Linked DNA regions of Cricetulus griseus: region 1 is linked to region 2. Evidence: chromatin contacts called from public Hi-C data. All regions are on one chromosome and are shown on one strand. The core of a region is the stretch at or near the end of the contact, and the rest is flanking DNA. Distances in the headings are between cores, read along the strand shown. Region 1 overlaps Sh3pxd2a (SH3 and PX domain-containing protein 2A). Region 2 holds the start of Sh3pxd2a (SH3 and PX domain-containing protein 2A).

Region 1 (7,046 bases), core at 3,947-6,446, 170 kb before region 2:
CAGGCTCTGAACCAGATGCCCCATCTCAGGTCACAGGTACTTTTTGGTGACCAGCTGTTAACTAAGAGTCTGTCTGGTTGGCCAGTTTCTGGGGATGAATTTTAATTGAGTCTTCCCAATGTTGGCATGTGGAGGTGGGGTTAGGCAGAGAAAAAGAGAGAAGAGACCAGAAGGAAAGAGAGAGGCTTGGGAGGAGGAGAGGGAGAGCAGCTGGGGCTGAGCCTGGTTGGGGGGGGGTAGCAGGAAGTGATGGGTACTCCCAGGCCACTGCTGTCCCCAGGGTGACCAGGCTACAATGGCCTCCTTAAGTAGGGAGGATAATGAGCTCATTAGGGCCGGAGTGAGGCCAGCTGTATACAATTAGGATGTTAATAAAGTCCTGTGAGGTCACTGCTCAGCCTAGAACAAAGCAGTGGTGGGGGTGGGGAGACCCTAGTCCGGTCTTCCCTTCTGAAATTCTCCCAATTCTCCCAGATGTTGACTTGTGTCCTCCTTGAGGCCCCCCTCCCACTTTCCCCACTCTTCTGGTTCTGCTCACCCTGGGACCGGGCCCAGTTTAGATCCTGGTTTCACCACTTCCTAACTGGGCCACTGGTCCTTTCTGAGCCTCACTGGACACCAGGGTAAAAATAACTATCTATGGGGGTGTTTCCCTCAATCAGGGACACGTGTTATCAATCACCTGGGATGGTCATTGAGTTCTTGGGATGCGCCAAGCACTGTTCCAGTGACAGGAACCGCCCCCCCCCCAAGAACACTCTTGGAGGTTCCCTTTTCCCATCACCCCCGGCAGGGCACACAGCTGTGAGGCCAGCCAGAGAGACCTGTCCTCCTTGCTCAGGCCCTGATGTCAGTCTCTTGGCCAAAACCCAGGATTTTGAGACAGTCTGCAACTCTGATTTGGGGATTTGAGAAACCTAGCAAAGTTTAGGTGAGCTCCAGGCCTTACTTTTATACCCAACACAGTGTCTCTACTCTTTCCATTGAGAGCTAACACCGCGCACCTCACACAGGCCTCCTAAGGCTCCCATACCCAGGTGACTACGGATATGGCGTGAAACCAGGTACTGGAGAAGTTGCAGACATTTTTGGTCTTGATTGGGGGCCAAATCAGAATCCTCAAGCAGCACCCCAACCTGCTACCAAAAATGCCCCCATTTTGCCCCAGCCTCCTCCTCTTTGGAAGTGTGATACGCCTAGGCACTTCTATCTTTTTTTCCTTGGAGAAGGTGGGAGAGTTAGGGTGCAATGGAGGGAGGTAGCGAGGAGGGAAGGACTGTCCAGGCACCCATCACCGCACTCGCCACCTGGCCACGGCTGGGCCTAGAGGCCCTGGCCCCAGCGCATTTCCTTCCTACTAGATATTATTATTGTATATACTATATTATTACAGCAGGGTCAGGGCTTCTCTCTAGAGGGACAGAGGGACAGGAAATGCAGCCCACGCATACATGCTGTGCCTTTAAGAACAGTGAAAGGCCAGCCTCCCTGGGCCAGGCCTCCCCTGGTCAGAAGGCCCTGTCACTGCATCCTCTTGCCAAGACACACTCCAGTTCTCAGCATGTGCCTTCCACCGTCCAAAGAAAACAGGAGAGGCTTTGGAGCCCGTGGAAGGCTCTCAGTCCCTCCTGTGTCCACCCACACAGCCGCTGCCCTTCTGACCCACTCACCTAGTCCTGTCCTTGGCACTCACCTCATTTTGTTGTCTAAGGCCCATTCCCTTCCCCCATAAGGGCCCAGAACCTTCCCAGGGTGCCTGGATTCCAAGACCATGAGTACAGACTGCCTACATCACCATTTGGAAGGCTCCCTGGAGCCCATGGCAAGGAGACAGGAGCTGGGCTGCTGCCACCTCTCCCGTCCTGGGCTGCCCACCTCACTAGATGAACCCAGAGTGAGGCTGGGGGTCGGTCAAGCAGGGGCTCTGGTGGAGCTGGGCAAGTCAGTGTTATGGGTGAGGTACTGAGGCAGTGGTTCATCTATCAAGTATGACAGGAGAGCAGGGAGAGATGGGCTTAATCAAAGGCTCTCGAACTATACCCTGTCTGGGATCAAATCCCACCCCTGCTACTTCCTAAATAATGAAATATAGCAATTTCCTCATCTGAACAGTAGCCCTAGGTAGCATAGTGTGTCCATAAGGATTAGATGCACCTAAGTATGCTAATAATAATAATAATAATATCTAATTACACATTAGATAAAAGGATTCAAAATAACACCTGATTTCTAACAATTTGTCAAGAGCTAGTCTCCCATTTTTTAGGTGCAAACCACAGAGAAGGATGAAGACCTCAGGGCTGGGCAGAGGATTTTAAGTGACGTGTGTGTGTGTGTGTGTGTGTGTGTGTGTGTGTGTGTGTGTGTGTGTGTGCGCGCGCGCGCGCGCGTATGCATGCATGTGTATGTGCATGCATGTGTGCCTGAGTATTGGTGACACTGTCATTTGGCTTTGATCGGGGAAGGTCTCCATCGAAAGCATGTTGCTGTGATAAACTGGGCATGGCGATGCTCGCCTGTAACCCTAGCACTAGCGGGCAGAGGCAGGAGAACCAGAAGTTCAAGGTCATCCTTTGCTGCATAATGAGTTTGAAGCCAGCCTGGGCTACATGAGACCCCCGGGGAGGAAGAAAGGAAGGAAAAGAGGAAGAGAGGGAGGGAAAAGAAAAAAAATATGTAGATCTGGCAAGATTTAGGGCCAGGCAGAGGTGGAGGTGGGCATCGGAGAGTAAGAGATGGCACTGGACTTGGGTAGAAGCCGCAGGGCAGCAGGGTACCAGAGGCCCAGTCACCCATACCCTGCATGTGTCTGTGGCTGATGCAAAAAACCAGAGATACCCAGATACCCAGGGATCAGATCTGGAGCGAAGGGAGAATTCACACAGGAGACTTGAGCTGACCAGCAGATAAGGCCTTTCAGGAGTGGAAGAGACAGTCTGAGGGGGCAGGGGGGGCAGTCTGTGGGAGCATGAGCAAGGGCAGAGTGGAGGAGGCAGGGCTCGTGCTGGTGACACTCGGGATGAGGGGAGGAGAGAAGGGAGACAGACAGGCAGACAGACACCGTTTCCTGTCCACCTCTGCATCTCCCAAACAGGAGGTGGCTCAGAAAGGTCTATGATCCAGTGGGGTCAAGTTTAATAAAATGGTAAAGGGTATGGACTGTAGGACAAAGTGGTTGTGGGAGGGAGACATTTGAAGATGATGGAGGAGAAACTACAAAAAGATAGGTACAGGCTGCTTAGACTCAAGGCTCGATGTTATATTCCCAGCCACAGAACTCTTAAAAAAATGATGAGGGTACCAAAAAGGACAAGTTTCCTACCATTCCTGACAAGGAGAGAAGTCTCTGTCTTTCTGGGCAGAGGACAGGGACCTATGGCCCTTCTGTCCACTCCCAGGAGTGGGTGCTGGACTGACATGCTCCCTGGCTAGTGGGGGACAGGTGGACCCAGGGAGGGGAGCAGCACTGTTGGGTGCCTACAAATGCTGTCAGGGCTGGCTTTGGGGAGGGTCCTGTCAACACTGGCAAAGGTTTTAACCATCACCATCAGGAGTCTCAAGATGCTGAAATAGGAGCAAGGCTTAGGGGACACAGAATGAGCAAGGCCCCAGCTTCCCAAGAAGGAGGCCAGAGCAGAAGTCGATGACTTCAATGATGGCCATGGAATTGGCAACACAGATTCCCCAGGGATCCTCCCAAGTTGTGCTCCCCATGGGTGCTCACTAGGCACAGGATGGAGTTCTACAGACTAACCAACTATTCTGGACAGAACAGAAGAAGGTAGGGGGTTCTGACAGCCAAGTGACCCGCTAACCCGACTGGTTGGGATGTGCTAAAGCCCAGACTTGTGGGCCCTTGAGTTTGTGTGATTCCCCCAGCCTCTGGGGCTGGCTGCAGGACTGCAGGAGCCCAGCTGCTGGCCAGCACATCTATACAGGGCCAATAGGAGCCTGTCCTGCTGGATGTTTCAATTATCACAGGGTGAGGACATACATGCTGTGTTGGTGGCACCATTTAATTCAGAAGAAGTTGTGCCAGGACCAGAAGCCAGAGGGGGCTTCTAAGTAGATAGTAGTGACAGGTCAAAATCTGGCAAGATGCTAAGTATCAAATGGAGAGATGAAAAGGCACATCTTGATACAGGGACCATCTGCTCTTTGGACCTGATGGAGAATGGAGGATGCTAGTTTGGGGACGTGGCTCGGCAGTTGAGAGTATATGCTGCTCTTGCAGAAGATCTGAGTTCCTAGCGCCTGGGGTGGGCAGCTCAGAACGGTCTCTAACTCCAGCTACAGGACAGCAGATGCTTTCAGCCTCTGCAGCTACCTGTACACAAGTGTGCACACTCATACAAAGATGCCCTGCCCACATAATTAAAAATAGTAAGAATAAACATTTTGTTATGTCAAGGGCTGAGGGCATAGCCAAATTGGTAGAATGCTTCTTGGCGTCCATGGCACTCTAGGCTCAATCCCCAGGATAAACCAGGCAGAGAGGAACACATCTGGGATCCCAGCACATGGAGGTGGAGAAGATCAGAAGGTCAAGCTCTACCTCAGCTACAGAGATAGTTTAAGTTCACTCTAGGGTCTGTGTGACCCCATCTCAAAACAACAAAAACGGAACAAAACCTTAGGCAGAAACTGAGGGCACTGGAACCGAGTGGGACTGGCAACAGAAGGGAAGGCCTGCCTCCCAGTCTGAAATCCCAGGCTGCCTTAGGACTGAGAGACACGCACAGTGCACAGATACCTGGGCTGCAGCAGGACTCACACCCGGTCTGACTCGGTGCAACTTCTGTCCAGTCCTCCTTCAAACCTCTCCAGCCATCCACTCCTTTACAGTGGAGACCACACCAACTGCTCTCCACCTTTACATGGGCTCTGGGGCTCCAACTCTGGTTCCCAGGCTTAGGCGGCAAGAACCTTTACCTGCTGAGTAGGTAGGAGCATTTCACCAGCCCTGATGTTTCTACACCCCGCTCCCCAAACTCTCACAGACGAAACCAGTCATTTGTCGACTCTTCTCCACTCCACTGATGTTTTCAAGCAACCCAGTCGCAAAATATTCACAGGGGTGGCTTTTGCCCCTTCAGCCCCACCTCCCAGTTACATCTCCTCTCAGCCGTGTGACAGGGTGAGGCAGGAACACACAGACCACAGTACGAGATCCACACCCAAGAGTTTTGCCAGGTAATAGTGACTCAGGATCAGCATTTTTCAAACCTCAGATATCCCCACACACAGCCACATCCTTACCACATGCCACAACTATGTATTCTGCAGCTTGCGTCACGCAAAGACACATGCCACCTAGCAGTGGGGGCACATTCTGAAAAATGTATTAAGACTTCACTGTTGTATGAACAGCGGAGAATATACTCAGAACATACACCTAGGTGGTTTAGCTCAGTTACCTGAAGGGGTCTTATGAAATAATCAGGAGATGCCATAAATGTAGAGTGTATGAGACCACTTTACAGTATAACATAGCAGACTGTGCTAGAGCAAATTTCTTTTAACTATATAAATAGAACTATATACTAAAACGATGTTAGAAAACTACAGTATAGTCAATATATGTTAGTAACAATCATTATCACATACTATATACTGAGCATAACTGTGTGTATAACATCTTTACATGATAGACACTGAAGCTTAAATTGTTGAGCCAGGCACGGTGACGAACACTTTTAATAACTGTACCAGGAGGGCTGAGGCAGGCGGATCTCTGTGAGTTCAAGGTCAGTTGGGGTTCATAGTGAGACCCTGCATTAAATAAATACTAAAACGGTTAGTTTTTTTTGTTCCTTTAAGACACTCTCAGTATGTGACTCGGGCTGTCCTTGACTTTGTGACCCACCTGCCTCTGCCTCCTGGATGAGGGGATTACAGCAGCACAGGGTTGTTTACATCAGCAAACATGGGCTCTGCTTTCCACTCTGACATCGCAACAGCTCTGGTATCACTAGGAGATAGGGAATTCTTCAACCCTGTCCTAACCTTGCGGGGACCACATGATTCATTCCTAACAGTGTTCAGAGTGGCATGGCTGTATTTAAAGTAACCCATCCTTTTATTTCCAACTTCAAGGAAGAAACCTCCCTCCACTATGAATAATCAACTAGGGTCACCAGCCCCAACCCGGGGAAGTGAACTTGAGCTCTGCTACAGCTGAGAGAGTGGCTGTATCCTGTTCACTCGTCACTCGACCTGGAGACAGACTCAGCCATTGCAGGACATCAAACCACAGGACAGAAAGGGGCCTGTGCTGCAGATAGTTTCCCTGTACTGCCAAGACCACTGCAAGGACCTTGCTGTGGGGGAGGGGTGATGGTTTCAGGGAGCACACCCCACATCAGAGTTGGTAGCTGCTTGTCAGTGTAGCTGGAGGAAGAGGCCGACGGGCAAGGCACTTGTGAGGGGGAAAGGGTAGAGGAGCAGGGGGAGAAAGAAAACTTAACTGCCTAGCAACATGACTGACTTTGTTTTGGCAGTGTGGAGCTGAGGCTGTGGGTACCCTGTGGTTGTTAATATTGGGGGGCAGTGCTGGGAACTGAGTCTACGATCTCATTTAGTCATCTACTACTGATCTAGTCCCCAGACTGTCTGGTAATTTCAGATTTTCTTTGTTTTTTTTTTAAGATTTTCTGAGTGTGGGTCTGTGTGGGTGTGCATGCTGGTGCCTTCGGAGGCCTGATGGGGTGTCAGAGACCCTGGAACTGGAGTTACAATGCTTGTGAGCCATCTGACATATGTGCTGGGAACGTGGGCTCGGGTCCTCTGGGAGAACGCCAAGTGCTCTTTCCAGTACCTAAGAAGGACACATGGATGCCTATGTATATGAAATACAAGTTTCCTGGCCTCAGAATTGCATAGGTTTCTACTAAGAGCTGTAACCCTCCCTCCCAGCTGAGGCCAGCCCCTCTTCAATTGAGCAAAAATAAAACGGGGGCAATTGCCCTTTAAGGACTGTCTCCATAAACAAAACAAACCCACTCTGCAATTTGTTGAGGGCATCCCTCCCTCCAAACCCTCCTTAT
Region 2 (7,152 bases), core at 2,123-4,622:
CCTCCTTGTCTACCTCAACCAGACCCTGGGTACCTTCAGGAAACAAAGCTCACACCATTGAGGCCAGTTAGCCCCAGTGCTGTGACCGGCTACCCTGTAAGTGAGTCCCTCGTCTGTAAGTAGAGGGCTGCGCCGGATGCCACGACATACAACACACTCCTTTCATTGTTTTCTAGAACTTTGTGTGATCCCATCTGCAGGTGACATCACTCTCTCTGTGCCCCAAGCATCACATCATCCATTCTCACACGGAAGTGGAGATGACCCAGGAAACACTGTGTCTGTAGAAAGGGAGGAAATGATCATTTCAAGGGAAGTAGACAGGACTTCTTTTGTATTTTCCACACAGTACACTTTATTATCAGTCTTTAAGCGCCGAGTCTCCCTTCCTCGGGAAAACCATTAATAGCTATTTTTCAAACTTTCTTAGGCAGACTCTCAGCAACAGTTAGCTAGTATCCGATGAGTGGTTAGTACCCAGAACTGGGCTAAGTACCTCACATGGATGATGTCATTGCATTCTCCTGACAGCCCCATGAAGTAATACTATTATTATCCTCACTTTAAAAGCGAGGAAATTAGGGCTGGAGAGATGGCTCAGCAGTTACAAGCACTGGCAGCTCTTCTAGGAGACCCTGGCTCAATTTCTAGCACCCACATGGCAGCTCACAACTGTCCAAACCCCAGATCCAGGGGATCCTGGCTTTCTGCAGTTACTTCATGCAAGTGGCGCCTAGACATACATGCAAGCAAAACACTCATACCTATAAAATAATTAAAATTTGTTTTTCGCTGGGTGGTGGTGGCGCACACCTTTAATTCCAGCACTCAGGAGGCAGAGGCAGGTGGGTCTCTGTGAGTTCAAGGCCAGCCTGGTCTGCAGAGTGAGTTCCAGGACAGCCAGGACTGTTTCACCGAGAAACTCTATCTCAAAAATAAATAAATAAATAAATAAATAAATAAATAAATAAAATAAATTTTGCTTGCAAAGCAGGGAAACTGAGGTCCATGAAGTTTTAAAGACGTGCAACATTGTGCACAACTTGCTAGCAGGTGGGCCAGCCTTTTAAGGAGAGCGAACAGAAGCCCGCCCTGACTTTCAATACCGCCAATAGCCAGTAGCAGGTCTTGGTCCTGTAGCTGCTAGTTTGTTGTCAGTGTGAGTGCACTGTAATCTCGGGCATAGCTGCATAGCTGATGTTTCGTGTAAAATCCAGAGCTGGAAAAGCACCTGCTGGGGTCTCAGGGCGAAGACTGCAACTGCTGAAAGCAGCGGGGGCCCCAACTGAAGGTGTGTGTGGGGGATCCTTAAAACAGCACACAGTGCCCCCCAAAACGAGGGCAAGCAAGTTGGCATCATTCTTCATCCTGGAGCGGGGTGACCACCTGGTGACCCAAGAAAACCCAAAAAGTTCCCCCCCCCTTTTTTTTATAGGACTGGGGATAGAAGTGCCTCAAACTTGCAGGTCAAAGGCTGTCCCACAAAGCCACCTCCTCAGCCTCTAAAGCAGTCTTTGGTTTGGTTTGCTTTTTGTAATGGCAGGAGAAGCTTTCAACAGCAGATGACATGACTGGAGAGGATCCCTGACCGTGTGTCAGGAAATGCCCCCCACAGGTCCACCTCCCTGTCTGTCACTCTACTTCTTCCCAACCTGAGTCCAGCCCCACCAGTCAATTGTAGAGAACGCTGTCTTTTCAGACTGCTGTGATCCAGGCAGAAAGAGTCGCCCCGGGCTGGTATTACACCGCAAACCCAGCCAGCCTCCTTCCAATAGGGAAATAAAAGGCACTTCAGAGACCAACGTGCAATCTAGGGCAGCAACCAACAGCCTGTTTTAATTGTTAAAATGAACGCTTTGAGCATTCGAAATGCTCCTTTAAATGCCTAATTTGCAACTAGGAGGCTGCCCTACTGTCCCCATGTCTTCTGTGCCTTGGGTGCTGTACTGTGAGTCTCCTATCTCAAGTGCAGGAGCAGAGCTCATCAAGCCATCCTCAGGCAGCAAGGACACGGTGTTTACTTCCAAAGGTGTGAAGGATTGGAAGACAGGGCCGGCTGAGATGAAAGGGGGACTGTCACACACCCTGAAACCCCGCCGGTCAACCGTAGCCTCTTCTCATTAAGTTTGGGTAAGGAAGGGGGAGGGGCGGCGGGGCAGTCAACCGTGCCTCGGAGACCACAGACCACATTTGCCTACTCGTGTCTGGAGACAGAGCATCACTTACGAGGAAATGACCCCGGCGAAGGGTCACGTCCAGAGGAGGGATAAAAGGAAACGCCACAGTTCTCCTCACACCGCGGGATACAATGGTTTTAAGGAGGAAATCAAAGCTCGAAGCGAAGAGTGGAGGGGGCAGGGGGCAAAGCGCTTCCTCTGTCCCCAGACCCCAGCCGATGCTGGCGGAGCAGCAAACGTGGAAGGCAGAAAGCGAAGCGTGGATCTCAAAGCAACTAAAAGCATCCCGGGCAGAGCGAGCGTGAGCGCCCCGCGCCCCTAGGGAGCGCGGCGAAAATGCTCTTTCCCAAAGGAACTGCTCCGCAAGAGGCTGACGAAAGCGTCCCCCACCATCCATCCAAGCGGCGGGCGGACACATGACTTCACCGTTGAAACAGACAAGGGCAGCCACTTGCCAATTGCAATGCCAAAAAAAGAAAGCCGGGACACGGGAGTGGAAGAAGGACAGAAAAGGTTTCCCTAGAGATCGCAGCCCTGCGAACAGAGTCTGGATCCAAGGGCGGCCTCTGGAGTCACGAATCTCTGGGACTTAATAGTAACAAAAGTCGAGGAGCCACCCCCGGCCCTGGCCAGCCCCCAGCCGGGGTTAGGGGGAGCAGTACTCACATAGTGCTTAGAGGGGCTCCTCCGCTTCTCCACGTCCACCACGGTGGCATCTTGCACGCAGTAGGCGAGCATCTTCCCCACAAAGCGAGTGGCGCCCCCCGGCGGCGTCACCTTCTCATCCCGGCCGGGTTCCAGCTCCTTCTCCGGTTGCCCGGGTCCCCGCGGCTCCACGCCACTCCTGCCCCACGCGCAGTTCGCCGCCCGGGCTCCCCGCGCCCACAGCCGCGGCTCCCGGGCATGCGACTGTTCTGGAAGGCACGGGGGCTCGGTGCGCCCCAGGCGGCTCCCGTGGGCCTGCCGCGCGCCCCTTCCCTCCCGCGCCGCCGCGCTCGCTGCTCCGATCGCCGGCCCGCTCGCTCTGCCGCCCGGTGGGCCGGCGGGAACTGGCGGCGCAGGGGAGGCTGGGGGTGTGTCCCACGGCGAGGGCACGGGGCGGGGGCCGGGCCTGCTGTCAGCGCGCCGGGGAGGGGCCGGCGGCGCCCCTGGGCCGCGATCGGGCTCCTGGGGGCTCGGCGCTGGCGGACGCTGTGGGCGCAGGAGGCGGAGGCCGGGCGGGCAGGGAAGGGGAGGGAGGGGAAGGGAGGGGAGAGGAGCGCGGCAAGGGGAAGCGCGGGGAGGGGCTCCGGGCCGGGGGAGGGGCTCGGGCGGACGGCGAGGGGCTGCAGCCCTGCGAGGCCTGGAAGGGCTACTCTGTTCAGCACCCAAACTCAAGCTAGCTTTGGAGGGAGGAGGCTCAGGGCGAGTGAGCCCAGTGCGCCCCCATCCTGGCTTTCCGTCTCCCAGAGGATCTGTGGTCACCTTTCTGTCCCTTGTACCACGGCCATCTCCCCAGATCTGTTTAAGGAAAAGTAGTTTATTACCGGCCTGTTACTGTCTGCAGCTCCAAATGGAGACCGGGAGGGAGGAGAGACCAGCATTAAATCTTTCAAGCCAGCCTTCTTCTGATGAACCACCTGCCCCCCTGCAGGTCACCACGGGTGAATTCTCCCCGGAAATGGGATCTATTGATCTGCTGCTGCTGCCCTGATCGATGGTCAGGGCCTGTGTAACTAACCTGCGACATCGTTTACCAATGACAAAGTTTCAAACACCACTTTAGCCTTAAGTCCGGGCTCCCCTGGGACTCTCCCAGGGCTGGCAACCGGGAAGGGAGCACACAATGGTGGGAAAAATACACTGTGTTGGGGGCCAGATCTCCATTAGCTCCAGACTCTAGTTTCCTCACTATCCGTCTGGTCCAGGAAACCCGCTTTTCAAGTCGCTTGCCCATCTGTGGTCTTTGAGTACTTTTACTTAATCCAACATATCCCCCCCCCCCCCGGTTTCATCATTTTTTTTTCCATTCTACTTTCAAATACTTAAAGGAGTAGGTGTTTTCATAACGAATCCAATTGTTTCACAATACAGTAATGTTTTGTGCCTGGGGACCAATGGGAAGCATCCGAAATGAGGGCAAAGGATTTTGTGCTTTTCTAAAAAAAATTGCCTTGTCAGAAACTCGGGCGGTTCTGAGACTTTGTTGTGCATTTGCTTAGCACAAAGTACCCAGCATAATTCAGCTTGAGGAGGGACATAAAGAGAGTGAACCATTGCACATCAAAGACCCGAAGACAGATTCAGGATGGAGCCAGGAAGGTGATTCACTGGGTGAGAGCGCTTGCTGCATTTATGGAGGACCCGGGTTCCATTCCCAGCATCCGCTACCATCTATAACTCCAGTTCCAGGGGATCAGACGCCCTCTTCTGACCTCCTCCCGTAGGTGCATGCAGGCAAAACACAAAACTTTAAAAATCTTTGTGGAGCTGTGGTGGCACACGCCTTTAATTCTAGCACTCAGGAGGCAGAGGCAGATGGATCTCTGTGAGTTCCAGGCCAGCCTGGTCTACAGAGTGAGTGCCAGGTCAGGCTCCAAAACAATACAGAGAAACCTGTCTCAAAAAAAAAAAAAAAAAAAAAAAGCCCAGTACTAAGGTAAAGGCCAGGTGTGGACATGAGCCTGTGACCCTAGCATTATGTGGGACAGAGACGGGATTCCAGGGGCTTGTTGGCCAGCCAGCCTAGCCACAGAAACAGTAAGTTCCTGATTCAGTGAGAGATCCTGTCTCCAGGGAATAAGGTGGAGAGTGGATATCAGCCATCTTCCTCTGGCCTATGAGTGTGTGTGCACACAGCACATACATGCAAGTGTACATAGACACTTACACATAGGTATACTCACAAAACAGATGGGTGCAAGAGTCTTGACGTCAGGGACAGACTTCTCTATCTTGGAGATGGTGCTGGGAAATCCTTGTTGGTGCTGGTAGAAGGCTAGAAGGCGCTCCCTCATAGAGCTGGGTCTGTCTTCTTGAACAAGGATGGTTCTCCAAAGCTTTACCCAGAAGCTAAGCTCAGCCCTGAGCCATGGCAGGCAGGAGGGTGCCAGCCCCGCCTCAAGTCCTCTTTGATACTGTGTCAAGGCAGCCGAGCTGCAGGATAGCTGCTCCACAGTAGCACTCATCACTCCTCCTCTGTGGCTGGCCCAGCTTCCAGACATGCTAATTCATCCTGATAAGCTCCTGGTGAGCGAAGGTGCTTGGCTTTGGCAGGGAAAATGAAGGAGCAGGCTCAGTTTGTGGTGGACCCCCCTTGAAATCAGAGCAGTTAGTTCAGCCAAAACAGCACCAGCCTGTTCCCACCTAGACTGCTGCTCCTGGGCCCCCTAACTGCATTGAACAGAACACCAACCACAAGAAGTCTTGGGAGAGGTGATTCAACGCTGCCTCTGACCAGGCAACTTGGGGTTACCTGCCCACCAACAGCCTTTGCCTGCCTAAGAAACTCCAGACCACCTGACATCTCTCAAATTGGGGTCTTTAAGTACAACTTAGACATGCATTTGGTTCTTCCCTATGTTTCTGAATTATCTCAATTAGAAGAAAAAAAAACTGAACATCACCTCTCCTCTCCAACACAAAGATGTCAAGATGGACAGAGGCTATTCACACCTGCAGGAGAAAAGATCTTTAAGTGTGAAGTGGGGCAGGCTGCACTTCCTTCTTTCCACCAGTGTTCCCAGAATTCCTTTCTGCTTACCTCAGGTTTACCGAGGGCCTCCTGTATAACTGACACTCCCTCTAAACTATCAGACTTCAGCAGAAATGCAGTGTCTGGTGCTGCAGTAGGTAACAGGGTGGCCTGTGTTGGGAATGTCAGCTCAAAGGCAGAGATGGAGGTGAGACAATCCCCAGTTTTGTTGCCTTCACCTACAAACTGGTAGGTGTGAGTCCAACCCAAGAATACTGTGTGAGCTCAAATGAGAAACTGTGGGTGTAAAAATGAAAAAGGAAAAAGTTGAGGATAAATAATGGGAAGATTGGCTGAAATAAAGATGCAGACTTGTAGCTCAAAATCTGATTTTTCAAAGACAGAGAACTGTATGCGCAGAATCAAAGAATTTTCTAGCTGGAAGGGATTATTCATCTAATTTTAGAGAGGCAAACTGAGGCCAAGTGAAACGAAGTGAGTCCCTGATACTAAGATCTAGTTAATCCTAGACCAACTCTCTCCCATCCCCTGGTGCCTATTCACAGCACAGTGAGTTCATTTGCACTCATCCACACAGCACACTGGGCACATGTCCTAACACCTAGAGAATCCTTACTTCCAATTCTCCACTTATACAAGCACCAGAAATTGCCTGGACTCCAGCGAAGACTGGATAGTGACGGGGACTGTATGTGCTGCATGGTCCTCCATGCAAGGCTCATCCCATCTCCTCCCCCTGGGAGGCTCTTCAGGCTGAAAAAAAAAAAAAAAAAAAAAAAAAAACCCATACAGGAAAGTGTAGAAAACTATTAAGCCCTAAGTAAAGGCACAGTATCATTCCTTCTTCCAACTTAGGAGTGTAATGGTAGTTCCTAATCATTCTTGGTTTCTATCTTAGGGTTTCTATTGCTGTGAAGAGACACCATGACCATGGCAACTCTTACAAGTGAAATCATTTAATTGGGGTGGCTTGCTTTACAGTTTCACAGGTTTAGTCCATTATCACCATGGTCAGGGTGCACAGCAGATATAGTGCTAAAGTAGTAGCTGAGAGTCCTATATTGTGCAGGCAACAGGAAGTTGACTGAGACATTGGGCAAAATCCTGAGCATAGGAAACCTCAAAGCCCGCCCCTACAGTGATACACACTTCCTCCAACAAGGCCATACCCACTCCAACAAAGCCACACCCCCTAACAGTGCCATTCCCTGTGAGGTTAGAGGCGCTAGTTATACTCAAACTACCAGTCTCTAACCATGCATTGTCTCCTGCTTACTTAGC

The links. A called contact is a pair of places that touch in the nucleus more often than the background predicts.
Region 1: a contact with region 2 is called in a Hi-C map of the CHO-K1 cell line, with 11 times the contacts expected there. The contact joins the enhancer-like site here to the promoter of Sh3pxd2a in region 2. A contact is called at or near these places in 2 of 8 Hi-C or Micro-C datasets (both in the CHO-K1 cell line).

The regions. Positions count from the first base shown.
Region 1 is chr3:14,251,246-14,258,291 of CriGri-PICRH-1.0, reverse strand. The region is part of intron 8 of Sh3pxd2a (SH3 and PX domain-containing protein 2A); the gene reads right to left. Among named protein-coding and RNA genes, the nearest start is that of Neurl1, 120 kb to the left of the region's middle. Within about 2 kb of position 5,196, at least 1 of the 6 cell types and tissues checked has open chromatin away from gene starts, as enhancers often do. A contact at or near this core is called in the CHO-K1 cell line, where this site is marked.
Region 2 is chr3:14,079,544-14,086,695 of CriGri-PICRH-1.0, reverse strand. It overlaps Sh3pxd2a (SH3 and PX domain-containing protein 2A), which reads right to left and starts at 3,372. Exons shown (of 14, transcript XM_027407080.2): 1 at 2,844-3,372. The coding sequence starts at 2,915. It overlaps LOC118238522 (a long non-coding RNA gene), which reads right to left and starts at 6,588. Exons shown (of 3, transcript XR_004768965.1): 1 at 5,920-6,588; 2 at 5,047-5,831; 3 at 3,561-3,677.